Linked DNA regions of Mus musculus: all the other regions are linked to region 3. Evidence: chromatin contacts called from public Hi-C data. All regions are on one chromosome and are shown on one strand. The core of a region is the stretch at or near the end of the contact, and the rest is flanking DNA. Distances in the headings are between cores, read along the strand shown.

Region 1 (3,211 bases), core at 176-2,675, 380 kb after region 3:
AGCAGTAGCTGGTGGGCTGGGAAGTCCAATGAGCAGCTACAGAAAGCTTGGCAGGACAGTGAAACCATACAGTGGAGCCTCACTATCAGCAAGCATCCTAAGCAAGCCCGCCGTTATGACACAATTGCTATGCCAAAGTAAAAACGAATACAGCCTTAACTATCTCATCAGTGGGCTTCCTGAAGGAGAAAGAAAGGAGAAAGGAGGAGGTCAGTAGATGTGAGCCCTGGGGGCACTCACCCAAGGAACAGCCCATGACACAACAGAAAATGCTCACGTAATCCACAGGAGACAGGAGAAGAACAGCAAAGGAAAGCAAGACAAAATGGGAAGCGGTAAACGGTAGGGCCCAATTTAACCACACGATAATCACTTTGTATATAAATTATTTAAACCACTAACTACAACCTATAACATTGGATTTATTTTGTTTCCCCTGAAGTTCCAGCAAAGCAAGATGTAGTGCCACCACCTGCAGGCCAACTTGCTTAGGAGGCTTGCTTGGATCCAGGAGTCTGAGGCCAGATCCTGTTTCAAGAATAAATAAATGAAAATTAAAAAAAAAAAAAAAGACTCAACGAGCTCATCACCAGAAAGCCACTTTAAATCAAACCAAACAGATAGACTCAAAGTGCTTGGTTGAAAGGCGCACCGTATTAAAGCTAATCAAATGAAAGCCAGCGTGGCTGCGTTAACACTGGGAGGGCCAATGTGGAGAAGAGGAACAGTTAAGAGATGGAGTTGTCAGCTTATCTCACAACCACAACCCAGACACTTGCCGATAGTTCGACTTCCAGAGTGTGCAGAGCAAAGGCGGCCAGCTCTGCCAGGCGGCCAGCTCTGCCAGGCGGCCAGCTCTGCCAGGCGGCCAGGGGAGCCCAGTTAGGCCCAGGGATCTTTCTGACAGGTAAGACAAACCAGGACCAGGTCATTCTTCGTGTTAGGACACTACACAGGCCTGTGACATAAACTACCAGACCTGAACAGGCCAAGCACACTAGCAGCTTCCTACGGGACGGATGGGACCCTGGATGTTCCCACTGACCTGAGGGTGAAAACCTCAGGACCGGGTGGCTTCCTGCTGGGGTTATAAGGCCACACAGGCTCATGGTTTAAGTGCTTATCCCCCCTGCCAGTTGTGTCATTTAGGGAGAGCAGGGGACCTTCAGGAGAGGGGCACCAGGGGCGGGCCTGGCTTCTGGCCTCCCTGTTTCAGGTCTGCTGTGATGGACGTCTCTCCCACTCCCAGTACTACTGAGGCCCTGCCACACCCTCTCCACCATGCCTGAGCCCATCGGCCCTCCTCTGGATTGCTCCTCGTCGTGTGCTTTGATCACAGAGACACAAAACCAACAACTAACAAGTGATGGGGTGATGGGGGTCCTGGAAGGACCGTCCTGCTTTCTCTGGACAAACCAAGCCATTTACAAAGGCAACCCGAGAGAACAGGGCTTATGAGTGAGATGTACAACAAGCTTTGTTATCAACTTTATAAAAATAGCTATGCCCACCAAAGATAATAACCATGTATCACGGGGCGGTAAAGTTGAAAGTCTGTATATAAGTCTTCCGGAAAAGAGGTCCATGAGTGAGGAGGGCAGCTGCTAAGAACTCCTCAGCACAGGGCTGGTAAGGCAGCTCAGCAGCTTACGGTGCCTGCTCCCAAGCCTGATGGATTGCATTCAAGTCCGAGGACCTACATGGTGAGAGGGGAACACTTGACTCCCACAAGTTGCCCTTTCACCTTCACTGTGGCACACAGTGCCACATAGTGCCCGAACACAATAAATAGAGATTAACGTAAAAACAAACAAACTTATAACACAGATTTAGAGTTCCTTCAATTCTACTCCAATGTTCCCTAAGAAGCAGTTTCATAAAGTTTTTGTAGAAACAGAAGAGCAAATCAGAGAACCCCAAATACAGGCACTGGATGCCATCTGATTATTCTCTGGCTTTTGGTTAGTAGAAACTAGGGTATTTTAAAGTTAATACATTCTGAAGGTTTTTATCTGTTAGTCACAGGACATTAGGTCTGACACAGAAATGGGCAAGGAACGGCTATGTAGGAGAATAAAGATCACTCAAGACAAACTGTAATTAGGCTGTGGACCTGCAACATTCCAACCTCCCCACCCACGGCCACCAACGCTTTAATGTGCTAACAGGGTTTGCAGAAGGTTCCTTCATCACAGCTTCTTTGGGGAACGTTTGTTCATGGCAGAACAGAAGAATCCTAGCCCTCAGGCAACTAGTACAGAACTTCAAATAGAAGCAGTGAACTCCAAACCAAGAGAACTGCGAAGGAATCAGATCTGCTCTAAGTCGCCAGCGTCAGCCGCCTTGCTCTAGTCCCATGGGTAACTGTGGAATAAGACAATGATATTTCTCACAGTTCTGCAGTTTGGAAAGCCCAAGATCAAGGCACCAGGAGACACAGTGTGTGTGAGGGTTCTGCACCTTCCTGCCATCGCACCAGGCAGAGGGAGCAGAGGAGACAAACACTGTCTCCACAGGGCAGGAGACATGGAAGAGCAGAGAGGGAGGTCCTGACGAGTCCCCTCTGACGCCACTTGAAAGAACCTCCATCTCCTAACAGTCACCACCCAGAGCTCTAACCTCTCATTTTACATTGCTTTACAATTTACTACTGTGATTTATATCACACATGTTAGCACCTGCATGTGCGAGGCAGAGGACAACTCTGTGGGGCTGGTCCTCCCCCGCCACCTCCATGTGGGTCGGTCTCGGGAGTCAAACTCAGACTGTCAGACTGACATGGCAGGCATCTTTACCCACTGACGTTACCCACTGAGCCGGCCCACTAACCCTGGAGCCATCTGTAAACACATCACTGTTGTCTGAACGTGGAATTCCTCGTAGGCTGTGTGAACACTGGGTCCCCTGATGGAGAGGCCATTAGGGAAGGCTGCAGAACCTTCTGAAGACAGAGACTTGCTAGAGGGAGTGGGTCACTGACAGATGGGCCTGGAGATTCCATGCCTGTTCTACTTCCTGTTCACTGTCTGCTTTCTGACCGCAGATGCAATGTGACCAGCCAGCCCCCCTGCTCAGGCCACCATGTGCTCCCCACTGTAAAGGGTTATCCATCCCCTACTGTGAAGCAGAGGAAAGCCTCCTTAAGTTGCTTCTTCTCAAGTCACAGCAACAAGAAAAATGAGCATGACAATCACCGAAGGGCTCATGCTCT
Region 2 (3,156 bases), core at 210-2,709, 280 kb after region 3:
TGGGGCAAGGATCAAGTCAGTCTCATTTCTGGTCCTTAATGGCACCCTAAATAGTTGTGTTTTACAAGTACCTCCGGTGGGGGGTGGGGTGGAAAGAACTACAAACAATAGACAAAGCCCAGGGTTCTAGCTTCCTCCCAAATGGGCATCCATCCACTCTGGGTCCTGGGGGGCTCTAACTGACAACACTGTGAACATTGACAGCAAAGTGTCTGAGATTGCCTGGCTGAACTTCCATGGGGCCCAGAGCAGACCCCTCCCCCTGACTCCCCTTTCTGGGTCCAGTAAAGAAGGTGGTTCTCTGCGAAATGAAGTAGGTTAGCATCCTTATCGGAACCCTCAGGGCCGGATGTCTCGGGATCCTAAATCAGTTCACTTTCTGAAAAAATCGGGCATTGTCTTCACCTACCGTTACCAAGCATCTGAAGAAGCAGGAGCGGTACCTCCATCACATGTCCGTGTCACCATAGTGCATGCATGTACCCATTGTAGAAGCCAATACAGACATGTGGTGGTGCTAGCCCCTGGCTGCCTGCCTAGGCAGATGTTCTGGACTCCTAGAGCTGGCGGCTGACCATGCAGAGAAGCCTGCCTGGCTAGGTAGAGCTGCCCCAGCCTTGCCTCCCATTTCTAAACCTTGGAGGAAGGGTCAGTGTCTTAGTCAGAGTTTTACTGCTGTGAACAGACTCCATGACCAAGGCAATTACCATAAGGACAACATTTAATTGGGGCTGGTTTACAGGTTCAGAGGTTCAGTCCATTATCATCAAGGCTCATTCAGGCAGGCATGATGCAGGCAGAGCTGAGAGTTCTACATCTTCATCTGAAGGCTGCTAGCAGAATACTGGCTTCCAGGGAGCTAGGATGAGATTCTTAAAGCCCACACCCACAGTGACACACCTACTCCAACAAGGCCACATCTACTCCAACAGGGCCACAGCTTCTAATAATACCACGCCCTGTGCTGAGCAGATAGGAAACCATAACAGTTTCCTAAAGGGCAGAAGAACACAGGCAGGAATTGCCAAGGCTTAGATAGTGGTCACAATCCACTAGACTTGACATCCAGGCAGAGTCACTGCCCATTCTAGATCAGTTCCATCCCTAAAGGATTATAGGGCCTAAAACACATTGGCGTCCCCATTTTCCTTCCAGAAAGATGGGCCCGGGGATGCAATGGCCTAACAGCCCCTCAGGGGATAGGGCATTTGGGTGTGAGTGACAGAAGATAGCTTCCTCTATCAGAAATGCAAATAGGCCAACCCGGGCATTCTAACATCCGGGTTGGCTGTTCTGGTGGGTACCAGAGCCTCCTCAGCCTCCAGACCATTTTCCATAACTGCATATCTTCCAGAGCAGCAACAAGCAGTGGCTCCTTCTTGTGAATGGAGTCCCATTCATGCCACCTGGGCAGCAACCCCTTGGGACATTGGCCCCAGATCCTGCGCACACGCCAAGCCGGCTGAGCACAAGTTGCCAGTGTTGTGAAGCCAGCGCCCTGTGAACAATGCCTGCCTTCTCTGCGTTCCAACAGTTGACTGAGAAGTTCTCCCAACAGGCGAGGCTGCCTCCACACCCACCCTCCCCAGGGAGCCTTGACTTTTACCTCAAGCTCTACAAATTTTGGATCAAAGTGCTTGGGGTTCCCTCTCACTAACGAAAAGGAGACCCGGGATGTTCGAGGAAAGACTTTGAGATTTGTGGGCTTCTGGACACTTCCATCACTCCCTCCATAGGACTTGCAGGGCCCCTGTTCCTACCACTGGTTACAGAGGCATCAGCAGTGCAAGTTCCCTGGTTAGGATCTGCTCATGTGATGCCTGCAACAGGCAAGAGCTGGGCAGTGGCTCCTCCCACCCACAGCCAGGCAGGTACCTCCAGGTACTTTCAGGCAGCCCTTTTGAAGTCAGCTGGGGAACCACAAAAGCTAATTTCAAACTTCCCTTCTCTCCCAGTGTCAGTTCTAGACAATGCTTGCCCTGGCTCTGATTTCTGGGAGACGTGGACTAAATAAGGTAGGTCATTCTCATCGTTCCCATTCGGTGAGTGGACAGAGGGATAGAGAGATAGCCCAGCTTTCCTCCTCATAACTCTATACACACATGATATATTTCATACATAGGTGATCTGCCTCTTCCTTGTTCCCACCCTCTATGTAAGAATAGTTTTCATAGACAAGAATCCGTTTACTTCATCAACAGTTCCTCTCCAAGTCCAGTGTCTTTACAATGTGCCCTGAATGGTCCTACCAACCAGAGCCGTCTCTGTGTGATGAGGGAGCAGCCCATGTGACCACCCTCACTTCCAACCACCAGCTGCCACTCCATTCCACACAGGAGCCAACACAGGGCTTTTGGCCCCTCTGCCCTCTATGTTGCCTGCATGAGGGTCACAGGGCCTTTGCCTGCTCAGATGGGGAGGGCAGATGCTTACAGGGGTCTGGGCTTGACTCAAGGCAAACCTTTCAATATGGAGATTGGCGGATTTTGTTTTGCTTTTCTTCAGAATTAGGAAAAAAATGTGTGAGAAAAACATGCAACCCCAAATGTATATTTTTGTCTACTTTAAGTGTGCATAGTTCGGTGTCATTAGTGATACCCACAGTGTATAACCTTCAGCCTCACACCTGAAGTTCTAAACAACGGTCTCTCCCCCCCTCCCCCCCCCCTCTGCTTTCTGTCTCTGAATTGGCTTCCTCCAGGAAGTGCTTATAGCTAAACTATACAGTACTTGTCCTTTCACTGCTAGCTCATTTCACTCAGCATAGTGTTCTCCAGTTCATCCACAGAGTGGAAAGCAGCCGAACCCCCTTTTATTCTACTGTGGGGACAGAGCACCTCTTCCTACTTCATTCTTCTCTCAGGGGACACTTGGCTCCTTTCCCTCTTTTGGCTTTTCTGTATCTTGCTTAAAACATGGATGTCTAGACAGCTCTTCAAAATCCTGTCTCAGTTTGGGGAAGGTATGCTACCGTTTGAACATAAGAAAAACAAAAACAAAACAAAACCTTCTCATGTTGTGGACATGATCCACACGGTTGGCATTGCTTTGGGGGTGGGATGTAGCCGGAGGAAGTAAGTTACTGAGGATATGTCTCAAAGAGAAGCATGCTCAAGTGGAAATTTAAGGGTCCTTTGGAAAGTCAGTTGTGTCAGA
Region 3 (3,397 bases), core at 702-3,201:
TGGGGTTGCTTGTTTATTTTGGAAACAAAGTTTCCTTTTAGCCCAGGCTAGCCTTGAACACACTGTATAGCTAAGAGGGACTGTGAATCCTGGGTTCTTCCATCTCCATCTCCTAAGTGCTGAGGTTACAAGCATCCTTCTGTGGTGCTGTGACTCAAACCCAGAGCCTCCAGCATCCTAGGCAAGCACTCTACCAACAGAGCCTCATCTCCAGACCTCCACTGGCTTTTAGTTGGCACCGTGGTACCCTCAAAGATGGATAGACATGGCACCCGCCCACTAGTGGCTTCTGGGCTACACCATAGTGGTGTAGCATAGGCCCCACCTTTGTGTCCCTCAAAGTCTCTTCTGGCTTTCCCAGGCCATCTGTGACTGACAGCTGTCCTGCTGTATTTGAGGCCTGAGCTGGAAGGCCGTGATTCTCCCATCTTTAGTCTTTTCCCTGTACTGGTGGATGACATCCAGGTGACACACATCACAGCATTTGGGGGTGGGGTGGGGGATGGACAGCCCTCGGAGACACTGTTAGCCCATCTCTGCTCTGTCTTGGCCCCATCCTCAGTGGCAGGAGGACTGTGCCAGGTGCTCTCTGGGATCTTCTGAACAATGTCTCCCCACCTCATTGTTCATCACTGACCCCTACCCATAACCTGGAGACAATGGCACATGTTCCAGCCACAGAAGGTCAGTCTCCAGCAGGCCATCATTAGAGTGTAACCAGGGACACATCACACTGGTATTTAAAGAGAGAGAAGGGAAGGACATCTGAAGACCAGCTTGCTGCCTTGGAGCGGGAGGCGCGTGGCTCATTGCTCCCAGCCCCTGGGGCTATAATTAAGCCAGGCAGACGCCGAGCATGTCTGCGGCTCAGCTCAGTCCCAGCACAATATTCCAACCCACGGTTAAATGAGGATAAATAAAGGCAGCCCCTGACAACAAGGACGGTGCCTCTGATTGCTGTCTGCAGACAGCAAGCATAGAAGATGGACCACAGAAGTGGCCTCGGGATGGCTGGAACACGCAGGGTCCCTGGATAAACATGCCGGTCTCTCTCAGGTCTTCAGTGTCTCCATTTGCAATATAGGGGAGCAGAAGAGTCCTGTCCCCTGCCCCCTTACAGTCTGTAGTCTTCAGTTTGCTCTGTTTTAAGCTCTCCACACTGAGATCCTGAAAGAGACTCTCAGAGGATGTTGGCAATGTGGGGTTCTGCAGGATGCCCCTCCATCAAATCATGTGTGAGGGTCGCCTGCGCTGAGACTGGGAGAGGAGAGCTAGCGGTCCTCGATTCTGGGGTCCCTCTCAGAGCTTTGCTGTGGCTGTGGTGGCCTCCTCAAAGCTCCCAGAGAGAGGATATCTCCAGTGGGGCCTGAGGTAGCCATGCAGTCCTCTGGGCCTGGGGGTGAGTGGCTGCGTGGTGCCCTCAGGCCACCAGGGGGCAGAGGCGGTCAGGCGAGGCCGCTTCCTTCGCTTGGGTGAGCGGGGCTGGGCAGCCGGCAGGGGATGTCCGCAGAGGAGGCTTGCAGTTGGCTGTGAGCGCGGGGCAGGCAGAATGCTCCTCCGTAGTCCAGAGGGTCGGAGATGCACAGCCCTCTGCTATCGCCCCTCTGAAAAACTTATGAGAATGCTGTTTAGGCTTTCTGGGGGCCACTCAAGACTGGGGACCAGGAGACCCAGAGACCCAGTCTTTGTACCATCCCGGAGATGCTGAGGGTTTGCTCAGTATGGTTCAGATCTTGTCTTTACTCGACGCATTTCACAAGAGGGGGAAACTGAAGCTGAGCAGGTCGGGTCTTGGGGCTCAGACTACCCTCTTTCTATCTTCTACCAGCTGGGGCAACTTTACCATTGTTATGGGGAAACGCTGTGAGACTTAATTCCCCATCCAGACAAGACAGGTTGTGCTTGGCACAGAAATCGTTATTCAAAAATTACAGACTCTGGTTGTTTCTATGGAAACATTTTTCACCTCATGCAAATGAAGCGAGAGGCACGAAAACAACGCCTTCCCTACCTCCCTCCTTCTTTCTGGAAGCTTAAAAAGAGGTTTCTGGAAGTTTAAACTAGCACAGCACACTAGGACAGCCTGTGGCCTGCAGACAGGTCACCCAGGGGCTAGCAGGGCAACTTCGAGCCTCCCTGGTTCTTCAGATCCAGGCTGGTTGACTTAGCTTCCCTTGAGGGGTAGGGTGAGCTGTGGGCTTCAAATGTAGCCCCTTAGTCACTCTCAAAAGGGACAGCTCTTGCCCATTCAGTCTTCATAGTCAGTGTCTCTGTATCCAGCCAGGCCAGCCAGCCTGCTCTGACAACACTCTGTCTGTTTGTCTCCTTGCTCATTTTGCCATAGGCAGCCAAGGGACAGACAGAGGTCAGGGCACCTTTCCTTCTATGTTAACTCAAACCCCAATGTCTGACTCCAACTGTGTGGACACAGGTAGGGCTCTTCCTTTCTGATCACAGGGACAGTGTGGGTGACCAGCAGCCACTTTGACCATTTCACATGTGGCTGGGACTCCAGCCAGCATGGAAAGAAAGCAAGAAGAGACAAGCTTACAAGTGGGGATAACAGTGCTCTGGGAACTTTACCTTGAGTTACCATGGAAGCCTGACATAGGTGGCCAGATGCACCAGGAGCTGGGGACTTGGGACGGCACTACCTGTATAGGAGCTGAGACCTAGGCTCAATGTTAAAATCAGAGATGTCCATATCTCAGGATATTGGATAGCTTGTTACCTCCACAGACCTAAGTTTCCCCAATCAGGGGGAACCAGCACATTTCTTTATACCTCACAATGTGGTCCCTGGACATAGCTGCCTCCATTCTCCCTCCTCGCTGAACCCTGCCTGCCCATTCTGGGTGCCAGCCTCAACCCAATTGCCATGGCTTCAAGTGCAAGTCCTGGCTTGGAGACACCTGGGTCACTGTCTTAATTTGGGTTTTACTGATGCTGTGAAGAGACACCATATTCAAGGGAGCTCTTCTAAGGACAACATTTCATTGGGGCTGGCTTACAGGTTCACAGGTTCAATCCATTATCATCAAAGCAGGAGCATGGCAGCATCCAGGCAGGCATGGTGCAGGAGGAGCTGAGAGTTCTACATCTTCATCTGAAGGCTACTAGAAGACTTCCGGGCAGGTAGGTGGAGGGTCTTAAAGCCCACCCTCACAGTGACACACTTCCTCCAACAAGGCCACACCCACTCCAACAAGGCCACACCTCCTAATAGTGCCACTCCCTGGAATAAGCATATTCAAACCACCACAGTCTTGGTGGTTTGCTATCTCCCTCTTCTGGTTTCTCAAGACCCTCTCCATGACTCAGCCCCGAGTATGGACTGAGTAAGTGCAGCTTTGTATAGCTTACATATGTCACACTCCGGTAACTAAGCCCAAGGTGG
Region 4 (3,476 bases), core at 69-2,568, 410 kb after region 3:
TCTGGAGGAAGCAACCAAAGAGGGCCATTATTGTTTGAAAAATTAAACCCTAACTTATTGAATTCATCTGTGGTTAAATTAAAAGCTAAAGCCAAGGGATGCTGGGTTTTAACCATGGGAACCTTAAGAGACTAATGACTGCTGGGCTTTCCCGGGAGGCCTGGAGAACACAGCAGGCCTGGGCTGCCTTGCACCTTTGCTGAGGAGCCTTGCAGAAAGGAAAGGCGGGAGATAAGTCAGCAAGGAGAAGCTTGACCAAGAGCACTGGCCGCTCTGAGGTGAAGGTCTTTCTCCTGGAATCCGTGGCACTCTCTCACCTCCCCCAAACGGTCGCCTGTCTATCAGTTCTCCCCCTGGGCGGGGCTTCTTCTTGGGCTAGCTGTAACAGACCTTTCACCTTGGGACTATCTTGCTTGTCTGCTTGTTATAGGAATTTCTGTTTATTCACTGCAGGCTTATAGGAAATTGAGCTTTAAAATATGTAATCCATTGGCACTTGGCTGTATTGATCTGGTTATAATGAGCTCAACCAGTATAAAAACTGTTTGGATCTTCTTGGAGTTAAGAAAAATTACTTCTTTTCCCTTTTGGATCGATAATGATACAAATAGAAACTATGTTTCTGGGCTTGGGGGGGGGGGTGTCAGCACAGAGTCCTTGCTTATGAGTCTGAGGCTCCAAGTTCAATCCACAGCCCTAGAATAAACCGTCCTTTAAAGCAAAGCCATGGTTCAAGGGTTCCACAGAAACTCTGAGTACTCACTCTCCAAACACTACCACTTCCATAGCTTCTCCATCCAGTACCACTGAGGGGCTGGGTGACCCAGGCAGGCAACCACTGAGCGCTGGGATAGAAATCAAGCTTACCTGGGGCAGCCCCTCCTGTAGCCAGGGTGACAACATCTGGCAGCCTAATGCTGAGTCGGGGCCTATGCACCTCCATTTTCACTCAGCATGTTTGGCTCCCAGACCACTCCTGACTCATCAATGGCACTTCAGATGAAGTGAAACCCAAGTACTGATCCCTTTGAAAGAGAAGGGACGACCATGCCCCCTGCAGGGAGCTCACCTTGGCTATGCTACTCTGAGGTCACACGTGGGAAGGGGGACCAACATGTACAGTAAGCTTATCCCCGCAGGCCTGGTTGGATCCTGCACTTGTCACACAGCAATCCTGGGTAAGGGCAGGAACTAATCTGCATCTCGGAGCTGAGGAAAGGGAGTCTGGTGAGGGAGAGGACATCTGGCCCTACGGCCAGCCACACAGACACTGACTGGCTCGTCTGACCCCAGAGTCCCTCTGTCTGCATCCCACCTCCAGACCCACCGGCGACTCGTGACCTTTCCTCCTCCGTGGCTCTTTGTTCCTAGCCACAGACTCAGGGACATGTAGGGAAAATGTTGACAGGGAAAAGCTTGTGTTGTTGGCCCGTGGTAATTGAGCCTATGTTCCCAGGCAGCAGGCATATGACTCATCTCGCTAAAATCAATATCGTTACAGCGTCCTCTGGGAAGTATTCAGCCAGCTGTAAATGTAACCATCCTGACTCAAAGTTAAGGAGAAAAGAAGCTTGCTAACGTTCAAATCACCCTCTGTGCAGCAGGATCAGGGCCATGCGGGCAAGGGGGCAGAGGCCAGGCAGGATGCGGGCTGAGGGCCAGGTAGGCCTTGTCTGCATGCCCACTGGCACGCTCTGGGCTCAGAGCCTGACAGCCTTACTGCAAAGCCATGCTCAAAACTGCCCTTCAGGGGTGGGTGTGAGAGCAGACACAGAAGAGCAGAAGCAAGCCCTGGACCTGACAGACAGTACGGCCACATGGATGGTGGCTGCAGGAGCTGGCAGCTGCCATTCTTTTCCTTCCAAGCCCAGCCACTTTCAATTATCAAGCTGGACAAAACTGCATTTCTTAAAATTAGGAGGTGGGGAGTTAGCTTGCAAACCAGCTGTGTTTGGCTGTAAGCAGCTTTGTTGAAACACATAAGCCACCATACTAACATCAAACATGGCCTGACTGAGTTCAGATCCGGGGCCAGTCAACAAAGGGGGCCTAACCTAAGAAGAACCAGTTGTTCCTTGATGGCTGCTGCCCACACAGAGGAGAAACATGGCTACTGTAAGCCCATTTCAATCAATAAAATCGTGCCAGGGCCTGGTGTCATCTTCTTCATAAGGAGGGCTGGCATGAGTGTCCTAGCTATGGATAAGAACTGCTTTATGAAGATGAAGAAGCCCTCCCTAGATGGGAGCCAGTGAAAGGATGCTTAGTTTCCAGGAGAAGGGGTCACAGATGGCAGACACATGCAGAAGGGGGTTAAAGAAAGGGTCTTGTGACATGGCTAAAAAAGGTGGGGGTGGGCAAAGGTGTACCTGAAGGACAGTAGCCAGGGACCATCATCAATTTGAACCCTGCTGGAGAAGCCCTCAGTGGCAAACAGACACAAATGCCAGTCTGAGAACAAGCCTACCCCTTGGGGGCTGCAACAGCCAGCGCTCACTGTTTCCTTTGTGGTTTTCAGGGGCACTAAACGTCTTCCTGAAGTGTGCTGGGGAAACCCAAGTGTGCCACACAGCTTGAAGACCTACAGAGGCCCTGGCTGCGGCACACCACTTGCTTCAAGCACCCATGGGAGCTAGTGGCACTTCAGAGGCTTAGCCTGACAGAGCCTTCTCGAATGGTCTCTCCTCCAAGCCTCTTCGCCACGGCCTTCATATGGACACTTTTCACTCTTCCTATACCAAGAGCTCTGAAACTGTCAGGGCTAGCCCTGTTCCTGCTGGAACATAGCTGTCCACAGCTCAAGAAGCATACTTCAGCTTGCCACTCAATCAGAGAGGTCAGTCAAGATCCTGCAGGCACTCCATCCTCCCAGAGCCTGTTTTCTGTAGATGCTGAGACACTGCCTGGAGACAGCCAAGCACTCTGCCAAAAGTTAGGCCAAGCTAGTTTGTCCAGGACAGGGAGGGGTGTGGGAAGGCACACTAGTCCATGTGTTGACAAGATACCTTTGCCAGCCCCATAAGCCCAAGCTACATCCAGCTGTCACCAACAGTTGGATGACCTCAAGAAAGTCATCAAGGGGGGCTGGAGAGATGGTTCAGTGGTTAAGAGCACCGACTGCTCTCCAGAAGGTCCTGAGTTCAAATCCCAGCAACTACATGGTGGCTCACAACCATCTGTAATGGCAGTCAGGACACTAAGCATCCCAGAGAGAAGGGGGGATGGCCTTAGCCAAGACTTCCTAGAGTTCTTCAGAGGGCTAGACTGTGGGGTCAGCACACCTACCTCAGACCCCAGATAGAGAAGAGGAGCTGCCACCCACCACCAAGAAGAGCAACTCTGAGGGGCTGACATCTGCAAGAGGAGCCTTCAGAGCTGAGAAAGCTCCAGAGGGCCTCTGAGGAGATGACTAGCTGATTGGTATGCAGGACAGGTCACGAACAAAGCCAGTGACACTCAGGGCCTGGGTGGTATCT

Evidence for each region. A called contact is a pair of places that touch in the nucleus more often than the background predicts.
Region 1: a contact with region 3 is called in a Hi-C map of the N1E-115 cell line, with 7 times the contacts expected there. The contact joins two enhancer-like sites. A contact is called at or near these places in 3 of 15 datasets of contacts at CTCF or cohesin (large pre-B cells, pro-B cells and stem cell-derived epiblast-like cells), 16 of 484 Hi-C or Micro-C datasets (the N1E-115 cell line, astrocytes, bone marrow-derived DN2 thymocytes and 8 more), 3 of 115 datasets of contacts at active chromatin or transcription factors (embryonic basal ganglia, embryonic stem cells and oligodendrocyte precursor cells) and 1 of 9 other capture datasets (embryonic stem cells).
Region 2: a Hi-C map of the N1E-115 cell line shows a contact between it and region 3, with 5 times the contacts expected there. The contact joins two enhancer-like sites. A contact is called at or near these places in 2 of 484 Hi-C or Micro-C datasets (the N1E-115 cell line and nephron progenitors) and 1 of 9 other capture datasets (embryonic stem cells).
Region 4: a contact with region 3 is called in a Hi-C map of the N1E-115 cell line, with 3 times the contacts expected there. The contact joins two enhancer-like sites. A contact is called at or near these places in 1 of 15 datasets of contacts at CTCF or cohesin (large pre-B cells), 5 of 484 Hi-C or Micro-C datasets (the N1E-115 cell line, Sertoli cells, embryonic fibroblasts and 2 more) and 4 of 115 datasets of contacts at active chromatin or transcription factors (SST interneurons, embryonic basal ganglia, embryonic stem cells and 1 more).

The regions. Positions count from the first base shown.
Region 1 is chr12:109,016,440-109,019,650 of GRCm38.p6, reverse strand. The region is part of intron 4 of Wdr25 (WD repeat domain 25); the gene reads right to left. Among named protein-coding and RNA genes, the nearest start is that of Gm52002, 27 kb to the left of the region's middle. Within about 2 kb of position 1,425, at least 2 of the 459 cell types and tissues checked have an H3K27ac peak or open chromatin away from gene starts, as enhancers often do. A contact at or near this core is called in the N1E-115 cell line, where this site is marked.
Region 2 is chr12:109,109,369-109,112,524 of GRCm38.p6, reverse strand. No RefSeq gene overlaps it. Among named protein-coding and RNA genes, the nearest start is that of Begain, 43 kb to the right of the region's middle. Within about 2 kb of position 1,459, at least 15 of the 459 cell types and tissues checked have an H3K27ac peak or open chromatin away from gene starts, as enhancers often do. A contact at or near this core is called in the N1E-115 cell line, where this site is marked.
Region 3 is chr12:109,392,050-109,395,446 of GRCm38.p6, reverse strand. No RefSeq gene overlaps it. Among named protein-coding and RNA genes, the nearest start is that of Dlk1, 60 kb to the left of the region's middle. Within about 2 kb of position 1,951, at least 33 of the 459 cell types and tissues checked have an H3K27ac peak or open chromatin away from gene starts, as enhancers often do. A contact at or near this core is called in the N1E-115 cell line, where this site is marked.
Region 4 is chr12:108,982,778-108,986,253 of GRCm38.p6, reverse strand. The region is part of intron 3 of Wdr25 (WD repeat domain 25); the gene reads right to left. Among named protein-coding and RNA genes, the nearest start is that of Gm52002, 61 kb to the left of the region's middle. Within about 2 kb of position 1,318, at least 39 of the 459 cell types and tissues checked have an H3K27ac peak or open chromatin away from gene starts, as enhancers often do. A contact at or near this core is called in the N1E-115 cell line, where this site is marked.